Linked DNA regions of Mus musculus: all the other regions are linked to region 2. Evidence: chromatin contacts called from public HiChIP or PLAC-seq and promoter capture Hi-C data. All regions are on one chromosome and are shown on one strand. Each heading gives the region's core, a stretch centred on a gene start, on an enhancer-like site or on the middle of the called end of the contact. The rest is flanking DNA. Distances are from core to core; before and after follow the strand shown.

Region 1 (2,700 bases), core at 45-2,544, 960 kb before region 2:
GGGGTGGGGAAGCAAACACTGGATCACCCCAGAAAAACTCAGTGGAACCACTTGAGAAGCCTGAAATCACGTGATCAGTTCTAAACTTGGGAAATTGGGCGCGTCCTTCTAAGAATCTGCAAGCCTACACGGGCCTCCTGGCTGCCAGTCTCCTTCCTTACAGCACTGGGGATGATCGCTGCTTACTGGAAGTGTAAGAATTTATAACAGAAAGCTAATGGGACTCTGCCACTAGGCGGACCCTGAGCTTCACCGCCCTAAGCCCCACCCAGGTGCTTCAGCTACAAAGGGTCGGTTTGGGGTGAGCCCTACCTAAATCCATCCACCTTGTAAACATTCCCGCAGTCTGGATAGTGGAAACTCTAGAGCTCCAACCTAAATCCCTCCAAACTCACTGGAAAGGAGCAAGACCGGTCCTGGCCTCCTCAAAGGGGCCGCTTTGAACATCTGTGTGGGGAACCTCTCAACTGTCAGTGCCCACCAGTTTAGGTCCAATAAAGTCAAAAAGCAAAGGAAAGCCGCAGCAATCGGATGCCCGCGCTTTCTTCAGAATAGCTGGGTTAGGGAGAGAGGGAAGGCAATCTAGAGAAAAACAATCGCAAGCCAGATGGAGCTTCGGAGAGATTACCCCCGGCCACTCTGGGGACCCGCGTCAGAGCTAATGTTTGTGCACGGCTCATTTTCCCCAACCCACACTCCTTTCTTGAGGGCTGTTCCAGAATAACTTAAGATCAGTACAAGCAAACAAAACAAAACAGCTGTTAAGTTTCCGTTATGAGACAAAGGCCACCCCCCCCTCCACACACACACATATGCCCAAGACGACTTCGGGTGCAAAGGCGGCTGGGTGCTGCTCCGAGGCTTGCGGGGCGCCCGGACCTGGGGCCCACGAAGGACACAGCCAAGCGCGCAGAGCCTGCGGTACCCTACGCCACCGGGGTCGGGCCTCCAGTCCCGCAGGGGACGCCGAGCCCATCGGCGACCGACGGCCAAGGCGACGCTGAGCACCCGAGCTACCCCGGAGACCGAACCCCCCCGAGACCAATATCCCACTGGCTGCGTCGCTCCGGGCCCCGCCGGGTCTCGGCCCCGCAAGACACCACCGGCGTCCGGGCATTCAGCGCTCCCGGCACCCGGATCTCCCATCCCCGGGCCCGCGGGGCTCACCAAAGCTCCGGCGCTGCTTGAAGGTCTTCTCGGACGGCATGGCGCGCGGGGGTCCCGAGCCAGACGATCTGACTCCGGCGACGATCACTTCCCTTGTGTGTGTCTCAGTCCGCAGCCGAGTCAGGTGACTCGCGGCGCGTCACCGAGGGTGGGGCCGAGGGCGGCCCCCGAGAGCGGCCATGACAGGCGTGGCGGAAGCTCGGCGGCGCGCAAGCGTGCACGCGCCCAAGCCATGCGCCTGCGCCTACGCCAGCTACGCTGGGCGCTCGCTGGGCACACGCTGGGCGAGCATCTGTTAACTGTCTGCGTGGGTCGGGCGCTGGTGCGATGGAGTCCTGCAGACTTCATTCCCCTTCAGTCCTTGCATGATCCAGCTGGTGGTCCAATGTCCGCTCCCTTGCCGCTGTATTTGATATTCCTAAATTCTACCCACCCCCAACCCAAATAACAAAAAACTGACTTGTGGTCTTGCCTGCTAAATCTTTACGATTATGGAGACGTCTGGAGACTTATGGTTGGATCTGATCTTGTGGCTCTTCCCCTGCGAGTCTTGTGCTGCCATAAACACAAGTATTTACTCCTAAGTCGAAGTCGCAGAGAAGCAAGGTCTTAGGGACTACAGACTTGTCACTGGAGGGCAAGATCAATGACTTGTTCCAGCAAAAAGAAAGACGATGACAACACCTGCTGTGCAACCTGTCCACTCTCTCTTCCCATAAAAGCCCTTTTATGTGTCTGAGCTTGCTGAGCATGGAATTTGAGGGGCATGGCTCACCTATCTTTCCAGGGTGCTAGCCCATGTGTGCCCTCATTTCCTTACTACCACCTATCACGTTTTTTGTTTTTTTAGATTTTTTTGGTTGGTGAGCAATCAGACTGTGTCCAGGAACTGCAGCAGAGGCCTGATCCCGACAGGATCCACCTTGGAAAGCCACAGAGCACAGTTCTGTCCCAAGAGCTTTATCTCAGCTGTCCCTTCTCAGACAGATCCTTCTACCTCAGGTGACCCCAGGGTGGCTTTATCACAGGCATGTCCTCACTTTGACTCCTGCTGAGCCTGGGCCTGATTACAGGCTAGGACAGGTTTCAGTCTCCTCAGGCCAGGCCAATGGTCAGTCAGCCACGGTTTAGCACTTTCTCTGGGCCTCAAGCTACTTCCTATCTTCAGTTTGTAGGAGCAGGTGACAGACAGGTCTAGAGTGTGGAGCAGCCACCTCACCCCCATCCCACCCCCAGTGATGCCACATCTGAGCCAGCCTTGTGACCCTGCAGACCTACCACCTGACACTGTACTATCCCTACAGCCCAGACTTCCTCCTTTAAATGGAAATAACCTTCTTCAAGTGCTGTTTGTCCAAGGGATCTTCTACATCTCTGTGACCGGGAAAAGCTGAAAACACATTATGGAGTGAAATCCTGAGGGCTGGTTACTTTCCTTTGTTTGCTTGCTTTGCATTGTTAATTGCCCGAACTTTGTTGTTTTGTATGAAGCTTCTGGTCTGAGGTGCAAGAGACCAGGCTAAAAGTCAAAAT
Region 2 (2,700 bases), core at 80-2,579:
TTGTGAAGCTGGAGACCACAGCAAACGCCCTGCTCCAGCTCCTAAACACTTCCGCCCATCCTGGTTCATGCCTGGAGACAGACATGGCAGGCAGGCACAAAGTGCTGGCCCAGGAATGCCCACTTCACACGAGGACCTGGGGGCTCAAGCCAGGGCAGGCCCCATGTTGCCTGGGGAAGGTGGGACATGGGCTATCCTACCCACTTCTGCTGGAATTCTGAAGAATATTTGATCCATCTCCTATCCCTGTGGCCTTAACAAAGCCAGGGTCTGAAATGTCACTGCATTTTTCTTTAGTGATGGTTCATAGTAGGATCGTACCTGTGTATCCACCGCAGGAATTCCACTTTCCTGCCCTGGACTCAGTTTCCCCTTATAGTCATTAGAAACATACACAGCCCGGGGGTACGGAGACCTGAGGCTGGTAGAGTGGCCACACGCTACAGACTTGCGACAAAGAATTGATCTAGGCAGGTGCGTGGGGCATTGAGGAGGGTCCCATGAGAGAACCATTAAGATACAGGGCTGGCCAGCACTCGGGAGGCAGAGGCAGGCAGATTTCTGAGTTCGAAGCCAGCCTGGTCTTCAAAGTGAGTTCCAGGACAGCCAGGGCTATACAGAGAAACTCTGTCTCGAAAAACCAAAAAAAGAAAAGAAAAGAAAAGAAAAAGAGACAGGGCTGGAAGCCACACCTGGGTATTGAAAGGGTGTGGGTGTATGGCTCAGTGGTGGATACTTGCTGGATGTATGGAGGAGGGGTACGGGGAAGCCATGACATCAAAAACATAAAAATAAAGGTGGCTAGGCATTGGCCCCAAGCTTGTAATCCTAGCACTTAGGAGATAGAGGTCAGAGGATCAGGGGTTCAAGGGCAGCCTTGTGTGGGCTACAAGAGGCCCTATCTCAAATAATACAAAAGTAATCATGATATAGGGAGTGGGGAGGCGGCAGCCCGAGGCCTCTGAGTCTTCACCCTCAGGTCCTCTGCCAGCTGTGACAGGCGGGGGCACGTGGCCAGTCAAAATGCCAGAACCCAGCAGCGGGGAAGCCCGGGAGTCACAATGCCACCTGAACCTCCCAACTGCAGCGACGAGCCGGGGGCGTTACCTCTGCGTCTCTGCACAGGAGGCGGAGCCGGGCTCCCCATTTCCTTCCACAGAACCGGGGACAGCCGGCCGATGCCCAAACTTTGCCCGGTGCCGGGAGCGCGGCTGCGGTGGGGGAGGCGGGCAGGGAGGCGCGGCGGCAGGGGTTGTGGCTGAGCCCTGGGCGGGCTGCGGGGCGGAGCGGCCCGGGCGGCGCCGCCCTCCAGGTGCCGGGCGGGGGCCGAGGCAAGCGCGGCTGCAGGCAGAGCAGGCCGGGCCATGACCCCCGCGGCCCACGGCTGCAAGCGCGTCGCCTGGTGTCCCTCACGGCCGCCAGCGTCCGCGCCCAGCGCGCCCCAGGAAGCGGTGAGTGTGCGCGCGCCGTGCGCGCCACGGCGGACGCACCGGGACCTGGGTTTTGGCGACCTGGGATAGGGACCCAGGACGAGGGACCCCAGGATCGTGGAGATCTGGGACCAAGGGGACCCCGAGGTGGGGAATCCGAGACGGTGGAGACCCGGGTTGGGGAACCCGGGAGGGTAGGGAGCATGGGGTGGGGTGGAGACGGGGGAGGGGTGGCCTGTGGAGACCCCAAGGTGGTGGGGACTCCAGAGTGATGGGGGACCCTTTGGACCCTGGCGTCCCACAACTTCCTGCAGACTTCGCTGATCAGCTCGGCCTCCTCTGGCCGCGTGTCTGACATCGGGCGGGGGCGTGTCCCGCGCGTGGCAGCCTCAGGCCCCTCTTTGCACCCGGCTGGGTTGTCAGGTTGCCGAGCAGTCGGGCAAGGTGGGGGCAGGAGGCCTCGGGAGGAACCGCTTCCCTCCACCAAGTGTTTCCAATGTATTATTGATGAGCTGCCTCGCTTAGGGGCGCCCAGTACATCAAAGCAGCTTCGCGACCGCAAAGGGCGACCCGCTCGAAGCAGGCACTTCTCTTGGCAGGGCTGGCCCTGGCAGATCTGGGGAGGGCGCTTATTAAAAAGAGGACCCGCAGCTCCCCTTGGGGACTCTGAGGGCAGGAAGGACTTCTGGCCTTTGCCAAGAGAACGGTGCAGCGCAATGTAGGAGTCGTTCCCGAGAGAGTAGAGAAATGTTAGAACACGCCCTGTTTTACAGACAAGGAAACTGAGTCCCAGACGGCTTCTCCTGTGTGGCAGATTCTGATGTCTCTCTCCAGCCTGAGACACCTCTCTGGTTGTGCTAGCAGCTGAAAGCACCTCTTGCCTATCCAGATCCCTTTCCTAGTCAGGACACAATGTAGCTTGGTCCCCTTCGTGGTCCCCCCTCCCTCAGGTCCGGGTCCTCTGCACAGGAGAAAGGCTGTATATTTATGGAAAGACTTAATCCCTCCACCAGCCCCAAGGCCGTGGAAAGCTGTGTCTAATCTGTCCCTGGAAGGCCTCAGCTGGTGGGCACACACCAGGCCGGAGTGTGCGTCCCCTAGGGAGGTGTAGGTCACTTACAAAGCAACTCGTCCTCCTGGGCTGAGGACGCGGAGATGTGAGTGCTTAGCCAGCAGTTGGCCTGTGCCAGACCTGCTCCTGAGCTGGCTGTCTTCACACTCACACAACCCTCTAACCAAAGTTGCCTCTTGTCCCCATTTTAGAGGCGGG
Region 3 (2,702 bases), core at 150-2,649, 930 kb after region 2:
ATCAACACCAACGCGGACACATACAATAACCTTTGTAAACAAATGTATAGTTATCTAAAAACCACACCATCAAGTGTTTTGACCATGGCATTCCTTGGGAGAAAATAAAATTGAAATATTACAAAACATCTTCTGTTGTTACAAATTTAACCTAGACCCTCTTCCCCCTCGGCAAGACAAGACTCCCTGGCTAGGTGGCCTGAGAACTCCATGCCCTTAAAGAGCACAGGTCTCAGCTCCCCATGGACAAGCATGGAGTTCTGGGTGTGCTGTGAGTTTCCACTCTCAGCCTTTACAAAGCTGGCAGGGGTGGGGAGCTGTGCTGGCTGGACCCCAACGGCACCATCAGAGTCACAGAAACAACGTTATGGCTGTTGGTCCTGTAGAGAAACTTCTTGCACTGAAGCTCTGTAAGGTTAGCCCAGAAGCTACCTTAAGGTTCAAAGACATTATACCATTCAGAGTGGGGTTCTGGTTTGCTTTTTAAGAAAGGGTTTCTCTGTGTAGCTCTGGCTGGACTGAAACTCACTATACAGATTAGACTGGTCTCTATCTCAAAGATCTATCTGTCCCTGCCTCCCAAGTGCTGGGATAAGAGGCATGTGCTACCATGCGTTGGCTCAGAGCAGCTTTTTAAAAACCACATTGATGTGGAGGAAAGCCCTCTACAGGAGCCCTACTAAACAGCTTCAAATTTCAATTTTCACTCTTAAACTTGAGCGGGATTTTGTGTGGCTTTTTTGTTTGTTTGTTTTTGTTTTGGGTCCACATCCCTTTCAATCCCGGCAGCCTTTCTGTAAAAGTTCACGCAGCTGTCTCTCTGGGTAGAGGAGTTTAAACTCCCCTGAATCGGAGAAAACGAAGTTAACTTCTGGCTAGGTGGCCTGCTAACTCCATGCCCTTAAAGAGCACCGGCCTTAGTTTCTCGGTCCCAAAATGGGCTGGCCTAACCAAGTTAATTGCTGAGTTCTGCGCCTTGAGCCTGGTGGAGCTGCTTACTTCGAAGCTAGGTTCTTTTCAGAGTCAACTGAGGTGCTGAGAAGAATCTCAGAGTCCAGTGATCCACGGGTTCCCAGGGGTCAGATACAGAGTCCCAGGGGACAAATGTGGGATCTAATTCCACGCTTCATACCAAATCGCCCAGACTCACCAGGGTCTCCACCTCGTCCCTCTCCAGCGCCTTGTACCGGTGGTTCTGGCCCAAGAAGGCCAGTTTCTGCAGAAACTTGAGGCGTCTCCCCATGGTGAACTGGTGTCCAGGCTGCTCCACAGCCGGCCGTGGGGCTGGTCGCAGTCCCTGCCCGCGTCCCTGGGGCCCTAGCGAGGCCGCGGCTGCTGCGCGCCCAGGCTTCCCGGGCGGCCAGGTTGCCGGGGAGCTGTCTACCTGGTCCCCAGGTGAGCTCCGCCCCTGGGCAGGGCCCAGCAGCTCCGCCCTCTGCACGCCTGGCCCGCCCCGCTGGCGCCAGGACCCCAAACTCCAAGGGTCAGCCGCAGCGGCTCAGGAAGGATCAGGAAGCCTCTGTGTGGTCTCAGAGCTCTGATTCTTGTCCAAACCTGCCAGAGCATAAGAATCGCCTGAAAGGGAGAAAGTCCTGAGTTAAAAGCCTTACCTGGGATAGAGCAGCTCGGGGCCAGTCAAATCATCTGGCCTCTCTGAGCCACCTGGTCGCATCTGTAACTGAAATAAGAGCAGAAAGCTGAGACAGCCTTACCTACACCTATGTAGATGCGCCTTTGGGAGTACGGAAACTGGGGGTGCCACAGCCACTTGTGGAAGATATGTTTACCTGTAGAGCACACTCCTCTCTTTCTAATGATCAGAACAGCACCCCCTGTCCCAGGAAAACTGGGGATCCAGGAAAACAGTGTGATCCGGAAGGGCTCAGCACAGAGCGTGTTTGCATCGGCAGCACACTGGTACCCTGTAACGCGGAGAGGGGTGTCCTACACTTCGGGCTGCCCAGTGCGTGCTCTGGAAAGCTACAAGGAAAACCCTCTACGGGAGCCCTACTAAGCCGCTTCAATTTTCAATTTCACTCTTAAACTTGAGCGGGATTTTTTATGGCTTTTTAGGTGGACCAGGGTCCCTAGCTCCACGGAGCAGAGGTGGCCCTGGAGAAGGCTGGGTCATGCCCCATCCTGGGTTTACTTTTGACCTCTGGCAGTTGATCAACTGACTGCATATTTGTTTGTTCGACTAACCTGTCCCCTTTGCGCAAATAGTTACCACGTGCCTCACTGGCTCCCCCAGGCGGTGGCCACTGCCGTCCTAGTCAACCTGACTGGACGCTTTAGTGGGCTTCATGTCCCCCCTGCATCTTTCTCTCTTAACAAAGCCAAAGCACTTCCATCATCCTGCCGCCCATCCCCCACCACGATGCCTGCTCCCGCTGTGAGGCCCCTCCCCCAGCAGGAGACTTCACCCCGCCCCCCACCCAATCCTAAAAAAAAGGAGGGAAACTGGACTTCCTCAGCTTTGCAGTCCAGGCCACGTCCTTCCAGACATGTGTGACCTTGGGTGACTTTACCCTCCTCTCTCCACCTCAGTTTACTCCTCCGTGAGGTGAGTTGGCATCCCAGAGGAAAACAGCACCAGAGAGCTGGTTTGAGAGACTGCCTCCAAAGATGTGGACATGGCAGGAAGACAGGACCTGAGAGAGCAATAGGATGAACTGCCTACTGTGCGTGGAGGGCCTGCAGGG
Region 4 (2,700 bases), core at 114-2,613, 790 kb after region 2:
TGCAGATGCCTACAGAGGTTAGAGGAGGACATCAGATTCCCCTGGAGCTGTAATTACAGACATGGGTACTGAGAAAGAATCTAAAGTCCTCTAGCAGAGGATAAACCATCTCTCCTAATCTGAGACAGGGTCTTATTTTGTAGCCCAGGCAGGCCTGGAAACCAGTATGCAGCCCAGCCTGGTTGTCAATGTATAACCCTTCTTTTTTAACCTCTTGAGTTCTGAGCTGCCTGGTGAGGTACTGTGTCAAGACTTTTTCTTTTTTTTTTTTAAGGTGAGGTACTGAGAGAGAGAACCTGGGACCTCACAGATGCTGGCTCTTTGGGCCACACCTTCAGGCCTAAGGGTTTTCCTATCCCTTATACATGTTCCAGATCTTTTCAGTTTCTGTCTATGATCCGTTTTAGTCAATAGCAAACCAACAGTGACCTCTTTTGATGCCCGCCCTGGTTTCTGTACATCATTTCAGTTAAGGCTGAAGGCACCTGCTGAGGCTCCCTGAGGCTCGTCTTACCACGGGGAGAGAGCAGTCCTCTTGATAAGGTTTCAGAGCTTGCCCTATGGCTCGGGGCTGAGAATTACAAGCAGTTCTAGAGCTGGGCCTCCAGGGCCAGCCTTTCACCTGCCGGTAGGACAGATGGTAGAGGAGTAGTGAATGAATGACCCAGTAAGGGGGTTAAGGATGCCGCCCCATCCCGCCCCAGCACCCCACGTGACTGCAGATAGCCAGGCTACAAAGTCAACAGTGATTCTCTTTCCAAATGAAATGCTTCCTTCTTTCCACTTCTTCCCTTTCCAAATCCAAAGAGCAAACAAACACTGGGTTAGGGGCGCCAGCCTTGGCCAGCCTGGCTCATCTGAGTGCTGACTTAAGTTATTCTTCTGAAGGAGGGGGAGGGGTGGAGAGCTCTGCAGCCCAGCTCACTGGTAGAGGGAACGAGGGAGGAAGAGAGAATAAGAAGATTCGAGGGAAGATGCAGAGGAGAAGGAGGAAGGAGGCCTTAGGGAGGAGGGAAAAGGGGCTTGGGGTGGGATAAATAGGAGAGATGAGAAGGCGAACAAGGTAGAGGCTGAAAGAAGAGGAGAACAACGGCGTAAGGGAAGGAGAGGAATGGAGGGAAGGAGAGAGGGAAGGAGGAAGGAGAGCGAGATCGGAGAACACAGAAGGTGGTGGAAGAAGCGAGGGGCTGGGGCCCACGGAGTGGGGAGGGAAGAAGGCGGAGGAAGGGAAGACGAGGAGGAAGGGCCCCCCTCCAGCCCTCCGCGGAGTTGCGCAATCCGCACAGACTGGGATTGGCCGCCGGATGTGCGAGACGCCCCGCCCCCGCCTCGCCTGACCAATGGGAGCGAAGGGGCGTGGCTTTCACGGGAGTGGAGTCCCCGCGCGCGCTCTGGCTCTGCAGTAACCGCGGGCCTCTCTCCGAGGACCTTAGCTTGCTGTTGCGAGCGGCCACCTCCCCTGCCCACTCTCGGAGCCCGCTCGACTCTCGTAGCGGATCAGGGACGCGTTCACTGGTTCCGGCAGTGTCCTCGCGGCGGCCATGGCCACGAAGATCGACAAGGAGGCGTGTCGCGCGGCGTACAACTTAGTGCGGGACGACGGCTCGGCGGTCATCTGGTGAGCAACGCCGCGGGGCCGGGGAAGCCAGTAGTGACCTGCTTCGTGCCGCTCGCCGCCGCCGCTCACCTATGTTTCTTTTCTTCCTCCAACCCAAAGGGTGACTTTCAGATACGACGGCGCCACCATTGTCCCCGGCGATCAGGGAGCAGATTACCAGCACTTCATCCAGCAGTGCACAGGTAGGGCGACCCTCATGAGACCTTTTGAAAGAGGGTGGGCACCCTGGGCAGCGAGCTGCTGGGCGTCCAAGCAGCAGCAGATCTGGGCTGGGGCTTTGTTTGTTTGTTTGTTTTGGTTTTGTCTTTGTGTTTTTGGAGATAGGGGCTCACTATATATCCAGGGTGACCTCCAACTGGCCATCCTCTTGCCCCAAGCGTCTAGTACTGGTAGGGTGGGTGTGCACAGCCATGCAAAGCTCTGATCTGAGCTTTCCAAAGTCCCGAGTGTATCCCTCCCCCACCCTGCCCCCAACCCCTGTGGACATCACCATCAAGTGACCCGAGGAGATTCCTCCCCCGGTAGTGTCAGTCGGCTTCTTCCGCTCCCGCACCCTGTGGTCCACTGGGTTTCCAGGTCAGAAGGGGCAGTTCAAACTCCACCCTCTCTGATTGGTCAGTGAACAATAAACGCCGAAGCCCCTGGGGGCTGCAAGCTAAAGGCAGAACCCAGGGCCCCACCCTCCTTTCTCCCTTCCATCTTTGTCCCTATCTGCTTCTGTACAAGCCTTTAATTTGAAGAGTACAGAAACACGCACCAAGAATGTGTATCCGATGTTGCTATACCAGGCCTGGATAAAGAGAAGCTGACTTGCGAGGTCCCAGCGGCCAGTTTCCTTTGGAGCGAATGGCCACTGGCTGGGGTGGGGCATGGAGAGCTGAGATTGCTCCATGGTTTGGTGTGGAGGAATCAAGCAGATGTGTGACCTTACTAAAAGCATCCCAGGGAACCCTAAGGTTTGTGTGTGTTAAGCTTCCCTGGGACATGTGGACCATGAAAGAACACAGGGCCTGAATGGCCACAGCTCCCGTAGAACAGCTCAACACCATTGGTAAAGAGATCTCTAAAGGAGCTGGTGTGCA

What was found. Promoter capture Hi-C pulls out the DNA fragments that hold promoters and counts their contacts. HiChIP or PLAC-seq counts read pairs in DNA pulled down with a chosen protein or histone mark.
Region 1: a contact with region 2 is called in a promoter capture Hi-C map of liver, with 3 times the contacts expected there. The contact joins the promoter of Map1lc3b here to the promoter of 1190005I06Rik in region 2. A contact is called at or near these places in 2 of 39 promoter capture datasets (hippocampal neurons and liver) and 4 of 115 datasets of contacts at active chromatin or transcription factors (bone marrow-derived macrophages, extraembryonic endoderm stem cells and pancreatic cancer cells).
Region 3: an HNF4G HiChIP or PLAC-seq map of pancreatic cancer cells shows a contact between it and region 2. The contact joins the promoter of Atp2c2 here to the promoter of 1190005I06Rik in region 2.
Region 4: a promoter capture Hi-C map of pre-B cells shows a contact between it and region 2, with 2.3 times the contacts expected there. The contact joins the promoter of Cotl1 here to the promoter of 1190005I06Rik in region 2. A contact is called at or near these places in 2 of 39 promoter capture datasets (cranial neural crest and pre-B cells).

The regions. Positions count from the first base shown.
Region 1 is chr8:121,589,032-121,591,731 of GRCm38.p6, reverse strand. Map1lc3b (microtubule-associated protein 1 light chain 3 beta) reads right to left here and starts at 1,294. Exons shown (of 4, transcript NM_026160.5): 1 at 1,168-1,294. The coding sequence starts at 1,207.
Region 2 is chr8:120,633,019-120,635,718 of GRCm38.p6, reverse strand. It overlaps 1190005I06Rik (RIKEN cDNA 1190005I06 gene), which reads left to right and starts at 1,329. Exons shown (of 4, transcript NM_197988.3): 1 at 1,329-1,451. The coding sequence starts at 1,365. All of the region lies in intron 1 of Gm27021 (predicted gene, 27021), which reads left to right.
Region 3 is chr8:119,698,706-119,701,407 of GRCm38.p6, reverse strand. It overlaps Atp2c2 (ATPase, Ca++ transporting, type 2C, member 2), which reads right to left and starts at 1,399. Exons shown (of 27, transcript NM_026922.1): 1 at 1,151-1,399. The coding sequence starts at 1,243.
Region 4 is chr8:119,839,242-119,841,941 of GRCm38.p6, reverse strand. Cotl1 (coactosin-like 1 (Dictyostelium)) reads left to right here and starts at 1,363. Exons shown (of 4, transcript NM_028071.3): 1 at 1,363-1,618; 2 at 1,718-1,800. The coding sequence starts at 1,542.